Regions from separate parts of the Mus musculus genome. Here region 2 is linked to region 1. The links are chromatin contacts, called in public HiChIP or PLAC-seq maps. All regions are on one chromosome and are shown on one strand. Each heading gives the region's core, a stretch centred on a gene start, on an enhancer-like site or on the middle of the called end of the contact. The rest is flanking DNA. Distances are from core to core; before and after follow the strand shown. Region 1 overlaps Foxn3 (forkhead box N3). Region 2 overlaps Gm26839 (predicted gene, 26839).

Evidence for each region. HiChIP or PLAC-seq counts read pairs in DNA pulled down with a chosen protein or histone mark.
Region 2: a contact with region 1 is called in an H3K27ac HiChIP or PLAC-seq map of heart atrium, with 4 times the contacts expected there. The contact joins two enhancer-like sites. A contact is called at or near these places in 1 of 484 Hi-C or Micro-C datasets (cerebral cortex) and 1 of 115 datasets of contacts at active chromatin or transcription factors (heart atrium).

What each region holds. Positions count from the first base shown.
Region 1 is chr12:99,213,273-99,219,914 of GRCm38.p6, forward strand. All of the region lies in intron 4 of Foxn3 (forkhead box N3), which reads right to left. Among named protein-coding and RNA genes, the nearest start is that of 4930474N09Rik, 54 kb to the left of the region's middle. Within about 2 kb of position 2,754, at least 38 of the 459 cell types and tissues checked have an H3K27ac peak or open chromatin away from gene starts, as enhancers often do. A contact at or near this core is called in heart atrium, where this site is marked.
Region 2 is chr12:99,606,682-99,613,323 of GRCm38.p6, forward strand. The region is part of intron 2 of Gm26839 (predicted gene, 26839); the gene reads left to right. It overlaps Gm35644 (a long non-coding RNA gene), which reads right to left. Exons shown (of 4, transcript XR_001780667.2): 4 at 3,415-3,667. Among named protein-coding and RNA genes, the nearest start is that of Gm35644, 10 kb to the right of the region's middle. Within about 2 kb of position 3,225, at least 48 of the 459 cell types and tissues checked have an H3K27ac peak or open chromatin away from gene starts, as enhancers often do. A contact at or near this core is called in heart atrium, where this site is marked.

The sequences.
Region 1 (6,642 bases), core at 1,504-4,003:
GGTTTACTGAGGTTAGAGACGCACTCATATCTAGGAAATGCGTGAGAGTCGGTATCATCGTCAGACCCACGTTCAACAGAAGAACCCCGAGGCACTGTGCCTCCCCAACCTCAGGTCAGCTGAAAACCCACAAAAGGGAACAAGACGAAAGCTAGACTGAGCTAGGCCTGAGCTGCGTTCCTGGTGACCGAGTGGCTAGGACAGCAATGACGACAGCAATGACGGCTCCTGTGATAATTTGGTTCCCAGGTACATACTGTCAGCATCACCCCTGGAAGGGAAGTGGGCCAATGGGAGTCACAGGGCACACTCATGTGGTCATGAGTCACCCGCCAATGAGGAGGACCCACGGTCAGAGGCCCATGCCCCATATGCACAGTTCTCTGCCTGAACGTCCAGACACTTCACACACCAGGACACTTCGGCAGGAAGGGAAAACAGGAAGAAACTGGCTCCAGCAAACACCTATTGGAGGCCAGGCTTTGGAGATACTCCTGACCCACTGTGCAGAGTCTAAGAAGGGCTCTGTGTAGCATGGCATCAGATAACACTGGGTATCCCACCCTAGTCAGGTGGCACAAACACACCTTGTAGGGTTGTTCTGAGGATTACATAAGGAAGGCTATGAAAACTGCTTAGCCTAGGGGCTGGTGATGTGTGCTTTAATGTCAACTCTGCTCCCATTATCCTTCAAGCAGCCCACATCACCTCTCCAGAAACTCCAGTGAATTATCTCTAAGGCACACGGTTTAATGGGGGAAATTCAATTCTTTCCAGTCTACTATGCCTTTGGTAGCTAGCCCTAACCCTACATACACATCTTCCCAATTAATGTGCTGTATTCATTTCAAAGCAACCTGGCAGCAGTAGCAGATGTGTGCCTGAGATTTGAAACTGCCTGGGAACGTTTACGTAAGGTGGCTCACCCTCTGAACCCAGCCCTCCTTCTCAGGGGAGCTGCTGAGTCTGGCCTCCAGTCCCTGCCATTTCTTGGTTTTCCTCACTGGCAGCACACTCCAGACTGAGATGGTGAGCATGCATGTGCCCGCTCACTGGCTGCCAAGAGCCAGCTGTGACACTTAAGTGTGCCTCCATCTCTTCTCCTTTCTGTCCCCACCCGCAAGTGTCAGGAATGAGGTCTCTGGAAACTGGCACAGCCAGTTCACAATGGCTCTGTGGAAAAAGGCATTGAGAGCCGTCTCCTTTTCCACTGAACACTAGGCAGGAATATGAGCCCAGTCGCCTGCCCTTAGCCTAAAATTAGCATCTTTCTTTCCCTTCTGTACTGGCTGGTTTTGTGTGTCAACTTGACACAAGCTAGAGTCATCAGAGAGGAAGGAGCCTCAGTTGAGGAAATGCCTCCATGAGATCCAGCTGTAAGGCATTGTCTTAATTAATGATCAATGGGGGAGGCCCAAGCCCATGGTAGGTGGCGCCATCCTTGGGCTGTTGGTCCTGGAGCTCTATAAGAAAGCAGGCTGAGCAAGCCACATGAAGCAAGCCAGTAAGCAGCACCCCTCTATGGCCCCTGCATCAGCTCCTGCCTCCAGGTTCTAGCCCAGCTTGAGTTTCTACCTGACTTCCTCCAATGATGGACTATGACCTGGACAAATAAACCCCTTCTTCCCAACTTGCTTTTTGTTTGTGGTGTTTCATTACAGCAATGGAAACCCTGACTAAGACCCCTTCTCTCACTATGCACCTCCTGAAAAAAAAAAATCAATACATTCAAAGACCAACACAACCCATCACCTCACGTTCTGAGATGGAGTTAGGAGGCAGCTCAGTCAAATACTAAAGAAAATACACATTTGAAGGCAACTTCTAACTCTGTGTGCTCAGTAGAAGAGGTCTAAGCATCCCTTTCTGGTCGACAGCATTCCCATCTTTTCTCCCAGCAACCCGGGAGAAGAGAACGGTTGCTGGAGCCACTGCACAGGCTTCAGCACCAGACTCCCCAGCACTTACTGGTTTTCTTAAATGTCTCCAAGGCCTTCTCAAATCAGCTAGACTGTGACACTCACACCTGGCCAGGGAGAAGCAGCATGGATCAGTGCATACTCGATGGCCATTGAGCTAGGGATTGCTTGTCCCTGCCCCCCTAGCACCAGAATTACAGGCATGTATTCCCTAACCCCAAACCCCACGTCTGGGACTCAGGTGCTCACACAAGTACTACTGACGGAGCCACTTTCCAGGGTCTAAAGCTCATTTCTGTTCTGAAAGGTCCGAGGCATAAAACAAACATTCCTGCACACTGTGCTGGCCATCAGCACTTCACCTGCCTCGCTCTTTGATATGCATCTCCCTTAGTCTTTGCAAGGTCTAAAATTAACCTCAGCAGGGAGCTTGCAGCTCTGCCATTGGAGGGCAGCCCTGGCTAACACTATGAGAGGCCATAAGTAGAGCAGCAGGCCATTCCTGCCATCATTCCTCCCCTGAAGGCACCCTTTCCACCTGCTTGCTTGGAAGCAGGCTGGGGAAGGGCTGTCACGGCAGGCAGGGCAGGCAGGGCACAACCTGTTTCCTGTGGTCTTTCTTCTGTGGAGCCCTATATAAAGGACATATACCCCGGTTCCAGACAGCATTCCCCACCCCTCTTGGTCCATTCTGCTGTTTTGTTTATTATTGAGAGTTCCGTCTCTGGGAAAATTCCAACCAAGGATTATATAAGCCTTTGGAGATGGCTTATGGTGACCTAGTTTCTCCACAGGGGTTAAAGATGATTCATAAGGATTGTCAAGGGAGCTACTAGGCAGGTGATTCAGGAGATGCGAGCAGCTGAGATCCGTCTACACCACCACGTTTTAGGGAGAGACTGGAGTAGGTGGATAGATTTTGATTTCAGAAGGTAAGATGAGTAGACAGCCATGCTCTTGGCTGTTCTGGAAGTGGCATTTTGCGCGCGATGGCCCTTCTTGCAGAATGTATCCCACACACTGAGTGACACCAGGGGCACGAACTGTTAGAAGCCAAGGCTTTAATTAACTGTGCCTCTCTGCAAATTGCAGTAGACAACTGAAACAAGAGGGGGTGACCCTCGGGACTGCAGTCCGACCCCTGCAGGGGGCACAGGGCTCCTGGGTTCTCACTAGCGTCTCAGGCAGACTCTTTTCTAAAACTCACTGAGCATTAGAGACAGTGTGCTGGCCCTGGCTTAGACTTTCGGATGCCAAACAGGGAAGAAATCTAAGGGGCTGCCACTTGGTGACCTGAAGTGCAGTGGCTACAAAGCACAATGACAAAGCGGGGTGGGGGGAGCCCTTTCTAGCAACCAAGCTAGCCTGTTAATTGCCAGGACTGAACAGTGCCAGGAGAGGAGGTGGGTAGCTTGCCACTCAGAGGGGCAGCTCAGGGGTGAAGCAGGAAGCTATAAATAGCAAGGCGCGAGGAGGCTCTATAAACAGAGCCTGGTCACAGCACCCAGCCCCAGGGAAGAGAGCAGCAGAAAACATATGGGGTTCTCAGAAGCCAGGCTGGCCAGCTCCTGACCATGGGAAAAGGTCTGTGTGAACCCACAGAGAGAGGGACACACAACCACGAGCTTCACTATGCACGCTGCCAGTTCTCCATCATGGAGGCTGGCTGTTGCCTTTATACATTTACTGAGGATTCATACCTAGGCCTGGGGCAACAGTAGCAGGGTGGGAGACAGCATCGTCATCATTCTGGCTCTGTATGATTTCTCCCTTTAGGGATCGAGGCACTGCCTCCAATCTCAAGGCAATAGACCAGCAACGTTGCCAGGCAGTAGTGGTACGCATCTTCAATCCCAGCACTTGGGAGGCCGAGGAAGGCTGACCTCTGAGTTTGAGGCCAGCCTGGGCTATAGAGCAAGCTCCAGGACAGCTACATAGGGAAACCCAGTCTTGCAAAACCACTCCCAACCCCAACCGGGCAATGTAGAGGAAAATAAAGCTATAGTTGGAATGGGCTAAAAAGACCTGTGGATATACTTCCCTCTGGTTGTGTCCACTAGGAGATGATGGATTTGACATGATCCCTAACTATGGCACGGTTCCAATCTTTAGGGGCTCTGCAGCCTGCCACTGACTGTGCTTACACTTGACCTCCAGATGGGAAGGCAGATATGAAGCCAGTGTCCACGCTCTTCTTGTTCTCAGTCCCCACTGCTGTTCCTGTCTCTGAGTGTGTCCTCTGGTGACCTTCATGGGCATCCCAGTGGTGCCTGCCAGGACCCTGGAGAGCCTTCTTGGCCTGGGCCCTCGAGAAGGGTGTGGCTACACTTTCACAGAATGTTGGTAAAAGCTTTCTTTTTAAAAAGCCCACTAAAATGATCCTACAGAGCTGGGTAATAGAGCTCCGTCAGAGTCCTGGTTTCCATCCCTAGCGCACATATGCACATAAGGTAAGGTGGTGCTTGCCAGAGAAATGGCGGCAGGAGGAGAAGTAGTTCAAGGTCATCCCTGGCTACACAGCAAGTTTGGGGGCCAGCCAGGATGACGTGGAACCCCACCCTAGAAAGAATGGAAAAAGAATCCACACCTTTAACACATGAGCGCTTTTAAAACTCAGTGCGGCACTTGGACGTAAATAGGACTGTGGATATTGCAGAAAGAGAATTACAGTTGGAGAGTTACAGGGATGGAGAGAGGAAAGGCTCGTTTGGCCAAGGAAATATCAAAAAGCAATCCTGTTAGCAATTCAGGAGAACCCAACCTGTGGTCAAGAGGCCAGGAATAAGAGACTTTCAGGAGAGACACTGAAGATCTGTTTAGTGCTCACTCCACACCCCTTGACTTTCCTAGACTCTCCATTCCCTTCTCAGCCTAGGGACCAGTCTATCTGAAGTACATACACATGAAGTAATACCCACAGCACACAGTGGCATCGAGCTGAGGAAGGGGTTTCAATTTACACAGCTCTGAGAGATCTGAGTGCTTCCACTAAGACAGGTCATGCCACCTTATCATAGGAACCTTTGCAGCCTGTGACTTGATTACCACTGGAGTCTATAATTTCTTCCTGAAATGTCATCTAAGAATGGATTTTAAGTACAGATTCCTCTGACACTTAAGAGCCACATTCCAGGCTAGCTAGGTGACCTGCTATCTGCTTAGCGGTAGAGTAGGCTGGCTGGAGGTGTGAGCAGCCTTGCCTTCCATAGGCCAGGAAAAGGAGGCTGGCAATGGGGAGTGAGTGTTCTGCAGTCAGGGCAGGTAAGGGTGGCCCCAGACACAGGGCCAGGCTCTCTGAATATGCTCACTTGGCAATATCTCTTGGATCTTTTAAAATTGGTACAAAGAAAAACGACGGGACAGGGGTCTGGAATTCTTATCATTCCACCATGAATCTACTGTGCATCTTGGGAGCGATGTTTTCTTGTGGGAAGTGCCACCGTCTCCAAAGTGGGGGGATTCTCATTGCTTTGGAAGGCAATGATATCTTCAGAAAGCCAGAGCTCCACGCCAGCCGGAAACATAGTCACAGGCGCAAGATAGGTAGGGAGCAGTCACTAGCAGTGTCACAGGAGGATCAGCCATGTCAAGTTACTTTCTGCACGTGTGACCGAGCAGCACCCTGACAGAAGACACGCAGATCTTAGTGTACCACCTCTCGGCTCAGTGTGGTTCTGGCCAGATGTGGGGCATGGACAGATGCAATGGCCTCAGGCTGTGAGGCGGGGGAGACATCTTGACTTCAGGTCAGCTATAAAGATGAGAAAGGGAAAGGAAAGACACCAGGCAGTGGGTGGGAGTCAGGCCCAAGCAAGGCAACGAGCGACCTGTCAACCTGTCATCATTAAGTCAACACTGCTCCGTGAGCCCTACTAAACTACATCAGCCCTGCCCTTCTCTCTGTGGCCACTTAGTAGGCAGGGTAGAGGTGATGCAATGTGGTACTGTGGTTCCATTTTAAGGCCAAGCCACTCATAGGCGGGCCAAACTCTCCAGAATGTACCCTAATATTATTGAAGACCTAGACAGGAAAAAAAAAAAGTTTACAACTGGGTACTGCTTAGCTCACTATGATGGCCCAGGGAATCTCTCCTACAGACTCATGGGGATGACTCCTGCCGGGGGGAGGGTGGGGGGGTGGGGGTGGGAGGACATCTCCAGCAGGAGTGGTTAGCGGGTCCCTTTCTCATCTCCTCGGTCCTGACAGTGAGAACTCGAAGCATACCTCTGCACTGGCTCACGCATAGGCGTGGCTGTATGTGTGCATGCATGTGCATGTTCAGTTTTGAAGGGGATGCTCCAGGTGCAGAGCTATGTCAGCATTAGTGCTTCCTACGGCCTAGGATGTAAATGAGAGGTGACGTTCACAAACTGTGGTGCTGTATGCTATAGAAATATCTACTCACAACCTGCTTGTATCTCAGGGGGAGAATTCAAAAGCATCATGGCACTGGCAGCATCAATGTCAGGATCTGGAAAAATCAACCAATAAATAACATTATTTACAACGGGGCTGGTGTGTACGTGTCTTTTTCCCCCTGCAAGTTACAGCTTATGAATGTGACAGAGGGAAAAAAAAAAAAAAACATCCAGATGAAGGACTGCAGAGGTGACTCTCACACCATTCGGACTTAAGAGAAAGAAAAGTTATTCTAGAATGAGATTCAAAGAACATGCTAGTATTTTCTTCTTCTTCTTTAAGATCTATGACCATGTCCTCTCG
Region 2 (6,642 bases), core at 1,975-4,474, 390 kb after region 1:
GGGAAAACAGGTCCAAAAAGTGAGAAACAGACTTTTCTTGTTACTCTGATGCCAGAAAGACACTGCCCTGAGGCTCTTTGAAACGTAAAAATGACAGGCAATGCCTTCTTCACAAAGACAAATTTCTAGATAACAATCCTCAGGACTAGGCTACATATGTGCTGTCCAACAGAACTTTCCTACAGTGATGGGCATGCGCTGTATCAATGATACCATGAGGAAGATGCTCATAACACACAGCTCCTGAAATATGACTGGCCTGAGCTGAGATGTGCTGCAAGGCACAGACTAGATGCTGGATTTCCAAGACATAGCAGGAAGAGGGAAATCAACGTGTTGGACTCATATGTTTATATTGATCGTCCATCAAAATGGTAATGTTCTGGATACATCACTACCAGTGAAACTCAATTTAACCTGTCTCTCATTGATATGTACATTGCAGCTGCTAATATCTTTTAAGAGACGCCCATGGCACACATATGGTTACCGAGAACCTCACATTCTCAACAGGTGCTAGGGACAGGAAAAGACAAACATAGCTAGATTAGTAGATGCCAACTGGCACATTTTGTACTGCAGCCACCTCTTTGAGAATTGTTAGAATGCTAAGAAAATGTCCAGCCAGTGGCCAGCATCCCGTGTAGGTGCGAGGATCAACACGCCCAGATGTTTGAAATTGTGAGCTGTCTGTCTGAAGCTTCCTGCTTCTGTCAGTAGGGTCTTAACACAGAGATAGTATCGTGGGCGTCCATGATGGGTCATGGTTGGGCTTTCACTCCTGCTCCCAATAGCTACGCCATCTTTCCAACCTCAGGAAGATGACAGCACCGTCCTTGAGGCGTTGCCAGATCACTAACTACTTTGCAATTGAGCACTCTTTTCTTCTCTCAGATGGAGACTCATAAGGCTTAACCTAAGGTTTAAGCACCTGAGTAAATCAGAAAAATGGCAGACGCCATAGAAGGGTCTGGGCTCCATTATTCTAATCTCAGGCCTTCAGGTTTTTGAAGAAAGTTCAAAGAAACACAACACAGCAATTCAAAACCACTTGTTAAAAAATGTGAGGGTTTTTTTGTTTTTGTTTTAGAAATAAGCTCAGCCTTCTGAAGCTGTCATCAAAAGCAGCCCAAAGAGAGGTTAAAAAGTAGCTCAGCGAAGTGCTTTTGTGCAAGCATGAAGAACAGAGTTTGGATCCCAAGGATTCCTGTAGAAAGCTGGGTGTGGCAGCACACACTTATGATCCCAGTGCTGGGGCAGCAGAGCCACCGTGCTCCCTGGGGTCTACTCCAGCCAGTCTAGCTGAACGGATGGAACTTCAGCTTCACTGACAGATCTGCATCAGAAATTAAGGCAAGCAGTGACAGAGGAAGATGCCTAATGCGCACACGCACACGCGCGCGCGCGCACACACACACACACACACACAGAGAACCACCACTGCAGCCAATGGAAGAAAAATAAGTTTGGTTTTAATCTTCAGGAATATGGACAGAAAAAAAGGAGGGAGAAACAAAATTTTCTATTTTACAGGAATTCAAACCATTGAGCCTTCAATGTGTCCTTCTTTGACATCCTTTGGGTCAAGGAGGCAAAGATTCAGGTTCTAATTAGAAAAGTGGAGCCCAGCATAAGTTCAATATTCTTCCACCACCCACACCACCTGCAAAACCGTGGAGAAGGAAGTATTCGGCTCAGCCCCGGAGGGAGTGTGCCTGGTGCATAAATCCTTACTTTCTTAACACTCTCCTTCTGGGGCTTTTACATTCAGCACAAGGAGTGGGAACTGCAAAAATAGACCTCGTGTTTCTGCAGAAGTGAAAGACTTATTGCATAATGGTGGTAAACTGCATCTACTAGAGCCACGTGCCCGCATGCAAACACCAACTCAACTCAAAAATAGATGAGTTTTTTGTTTTTCTTTTTTCTTTCTTCTTCTTTTTTAGATATCTAGCCTTAAAAGAAAAATGTGGGGTCACATGAGTAAAGTTAAAAAAATGATATTGGGAAAATAGAATGGTGTTAGCTAGTCAAAAAAAAAAAATCTGGTCAACAAATTCATTTAATTCCCAATGACTTCTCCCCAGCTGCAAGTTTCTCTTTACTTCTTCTTCTTCTTTTCTTCTTTTTCCCCTTTGTAAGAACGCTACAGAAATGGAAAGGAAATCATCTGTAAACAGAAAGTATCGATCTTGGCAGAAGCCCTGTAAGGCACACGCGTACCACTTCCTTCCTTCCTTCCTTTTGATCCCCAGTAATAAAGGGAGAGAGAAAACATTCAGACAAACTGTCAGAAGGAAAGGTCGCATCCCCTGACCCTTACTCAGCCTTTCCCATGTCTCCTCCTGAGGTTCAACCAGACCCTCGAATCAGAGCAGAAAAAAAAAATTCCTTCTTGCTTGATAACGGTTCATCCACTGAAGCCAGTTGATCTGTGACTATGAAACGGTTGATACGGGCAAGGCCTGAGCTGGGAGGAGAGGAAAATGGAAAGAGAATGTTCGTTTTAAGAAGTGTAAAATCTTTCCGCCAGATCAGCGCCATCATGGACACGAGTCGCGTGCAGCCCATCAAGCTGGCTAGGGTAACCAAAGTGCTGGGCAGGATTGGTTCGCAGGGACAGTGCACGCAGGTGTGAGTGGAATTTATGGGTGACACCAGCCGCCCTATCATCCAAAATGTCAAAGGCCCCCTTCGAGAGGGTGACATGCTCACCCTATTGGAGTCAGAAAGAGAAGCTCGAAGGTTGTGCTTGATGCTGGGTTCTGGATATCCACGATTTAGCCCATGGAATGACCTACAATTGTTAAATAAAGCATTTGTATTAAAAGAAGAAGAAGAAGAAGAAGAAGTATAAAATCTAGGATGTAGAAAGGCAGCTTGCCATAAAGTGCGGAGTGAAGCAAGTGTTACAATAGTGTGATACAAAGGCAGCTAATGCCCTGTGAGAGCTCCTGCGTCAGAACGCCTGGAGGTACTGTTTGCTTGCTAGAAATCTAGGTGCTGTTCTGGAAAATACAAGTTTAAGAGGAGATGGAAGAGAGACTCTAAGACTGTCCAACCTAAGAGTAGACAGACAGGCTGAGGACAGCATGGCCTCCAGCCACATCCCTGAGTCTGAAGGGAAAAAGTCCCAATGGACAGAATCCTCCCACCAGTAGCGTATCCAGAGCATAGCCAGCACCCAAGGTCACGTCATTTGTCTCCTGGAGGGGCTATTTTTGGAACCCATGTGACAGGGCACTGACAGTGTTTTAAGCAGCTGGACAGTCCAGACAGGAGTTGGATCACAGAAGACAAACGAGGGGACACTATGTGCTTCCCTTTGCAATCCTCAGTGGTGCCCCCCCCACCCCCCCGCAGCTTCAGAAGAAAGGCCAAAACCTTTTAAAAAGGCTTCCCTTGGTAAACCGGAACAGTATTCGGTATCCTGGGTGGCTAAACAGCAGGGAAGGAGGGTACAGCACAGGGCTTTAGGGCTGATGCGCAAACCTGGTTCTCTCTGGACTTGGTGTTCATTTATATCCGGGCTTCTCGGACATCATCTAAGTATTGGGCGCTGCCGTAAATGCTGGGAACGCCATGATCAACCAGTTAGACTCAAGTGGCTTCGTTCTGCTTGGGCAAACCAATTGCCTGCATACGTGATCGTTCCGATGGGTGTGTGCTACACAGGAGGAAAAAGAACAGAAAAGTATCAGAAGTTGAAGTTGACATCAAGGGAGTCTGAGGTTAGGAGGTTCTTAGGCAGTGTTTCCCAGGGTTAAGAAGCAGATGGGCAAAGCAAGCCACACGCAGAAGTCCCTACAATCACGCATGACGTCAGGACTGGACAAAGGTAGTTATGACTATTCTGTGGCTGTGACAGTTCCTTGTGTGCATGCTTTGAACAACCCTAGGTTATAAAACACATAAACAGGAGTTTTAGGAACCCAGGGGAAATAGACCTTTGAAGTTTGGTTAAGTTTGTAGAAAGGTGTTTTCCCTGGGCTGGGTAGGGTTTTGGCAGGTGGGGAACAGAAGCAAATTGGACTCTAAAAGAGGAAGGAACATGAACATGAAACACAAGTACATTAGTATGTGTGCCGATACCATGAAGTAGCTATAGATTTTTTTTTTCCATTAGGAAATGGAATCTTTAAAAGGTGAAACCATTGAAAGAAGTGTTGAAGGTCACCAACATATTTGGCGATAAAGTTCAAATGTAACCAAGTCTAGATGGAGCCCACATCGCCCTTCTGAAAGCACATGGTGCATAGTGAGCTTTTAACAGTGGCTGTTACTATAGGCATCAGTAAGACTGCAACAGCCACCATGGTGCCCAAGGACGGAGCGGGAGGTGACCAGAGCAGGCATGGAATGACAAGAGTCACAGGTGGGCTTTGAAAACTCTGTCCACGTGACCTGCATACTCTGGGCCAGAAATAGCCAATGGCAGACTGAAGAGATGGCTCAGGTAGCTACCGTGGTTGCTGTGCAAGTATGGGGACCTGGATGGATGCCCAGCTCCCTTGAGGATAAGCTGGGGGTGGTGCTGTGTTCTGTAACCCCAGCACCTGGGGAGGCTGAGGCAGGAGGCTGCCGGGGCTTGCTGGCCAGCAAGTCTCACCTAACCAGTGAGCTCCAGGGTTAGTGAGAGACCCTGTCTCAAAAGGGGCGGGGCTGAGCATGAGAGAGGAAGACACTGAGCCCTAGCCTCTAAGCACATGGGTACCTGAATACACACCCAAGTGCTAAAGCATCAAGTCCTTTGTCCCAGGATCCCACAGGGCAGAACCCACAGCCTCCTGGGGTCTGTCCCGAATTACTAACAATAAAGAGAAGGACCGTAGGATGAGAGCGCATTAGTGATAGTTGTGGGTAAAACCTCTGCTCAGAGACTGTATTTTGAGAACGGATTGCTGAGGAAGCACAAGTGAGGCGCTTCAGAAGCTCTTGACGAACTGGTGGGTTTCAACACCAACCGAGAAGGGACGATGGATCTCCCGTGGCTGTGCTCACATTTCCAGATGTGTGGTGCAGGCAACACGAGGCAACGAGAGTCATGGTCAACAATGAACAGCAGGCCTAGCTGTCAGCCTGTCAAAATGCCGGCTGAGGATGCTGTGGGTACAAACTGGGGGAGGTGGATGGGGATAATAGCACACACCATTGTGCATCTGTGGACCACATCAGTAACACACCTTAATCTCGAATATACCTGCTAACACTCTAGTGAGTGGTTGGTGATTGTGTACAAAGGTAAGCCATAGCCCTTTCGATTGTTAATCTGTCATTACTATTATTTGAAATGTATGTATATGTGTGTGATGTGTTTGTGTGTGTGTGTGTGTGTGTGTGTGTGTGTGTGTGTGAGAGAGAGAGAGAGAGAGAGAGAGAGAGAGAGACTATATTCACGTAGGAGCACACAGAGGGCAGATGTCAGTGTCAGCTGCCCTTTTCAGTCACTTTCTGCCTCATTTTTTTTTGAGACAGTGAGCTTGTTTCTCACAAAACCTGATGCTTACTGATTTAGTTATACTAGCCATCTAGCAAGATCCCACAAGCTCCAGCAAGCTCCAGCATCCATCTGTCTGTCTTCCCAGGGTTGGGATTATGGGCTGTAAGGACAAGCCAGGCTTTTTACATAGGTGCTGGGGAGCTGAATTCAAGTTCTCATGTCTGTGCACCAAACACTTTATTGACTAAGCCATCTCCCCAAACCCTTTCAGATTCCAAAAGAGATTCAATCAACCGCTGTGTTCTCTAACCTTTAGTCCCAGTTAAAAGGCTTGAAAGAATTTGCATTTGAAGTGCACGGTTGGGGCAAGGTGAGGCAGATGAGGTGCCCTATCCTGCTTGGGTAAGGCAGGTGAATACCCGTTAGTTTAAAGGGTTTAATATTTATTATGCAGGAGACAAAGAGTTCTAAAAAGCACCTGCCTGTGGTATGGTATAATCAGCTCTGCATTCCAGCCCAGTCCCAGCTGTACTGTGAGGGAAGTATTTCTCCCGAACATACTTGCTCTCCACCCATCAGGCACGTGGTGTACTGGGGTTTAAGAAACCAAAGGCCAGAGGGCTGAAGGGGCAGGATTCGGAGTCTCCCCTGCCCCTCCTCGAGGACAGTTTGGTTCGTTATGTATTCTGTAGCTTCTGGGCCAGGGATGGGCAGGTCGTGTAGATCCCTCACTGTCTCTGTGTTTTGTTCTTTTGCTTTTCCTTATTGTACAAGTGCCAGGAAAGGGGGTGAAACCTCTCTCACCCCCAAATGAATTGTCACTCTCTGAACTGAAACAACAACAACAAACCAAAGGCCACATACTCTGAAACGGCCATCACGATGGCTGTCTGTAATGGCTCCACCTACCAACTAAGACAGCTAATTTAACTGAGCTTGAGCTAAGCCGAATAGTTCCTAGAAACGTCCTAACCCCCAACAACAGGCTTTGTGAGAAAGAGTATTCTGAGCTCTAGAAGAGGGAACAGAGACAGAAACACTTCTGGGAAGAAGAACATTTGGTCTCTCAGTAACTACTAGGCATGTCAGCCTGTGCTCTCGGCGTGAGACCCTTGTCTGCCATTACTCTGACCTGTTTGCTTCCATAGAAGCTTGTGTGAGCACATGAAGCTAGACATTTAAATATTATAGTAAAAACATAT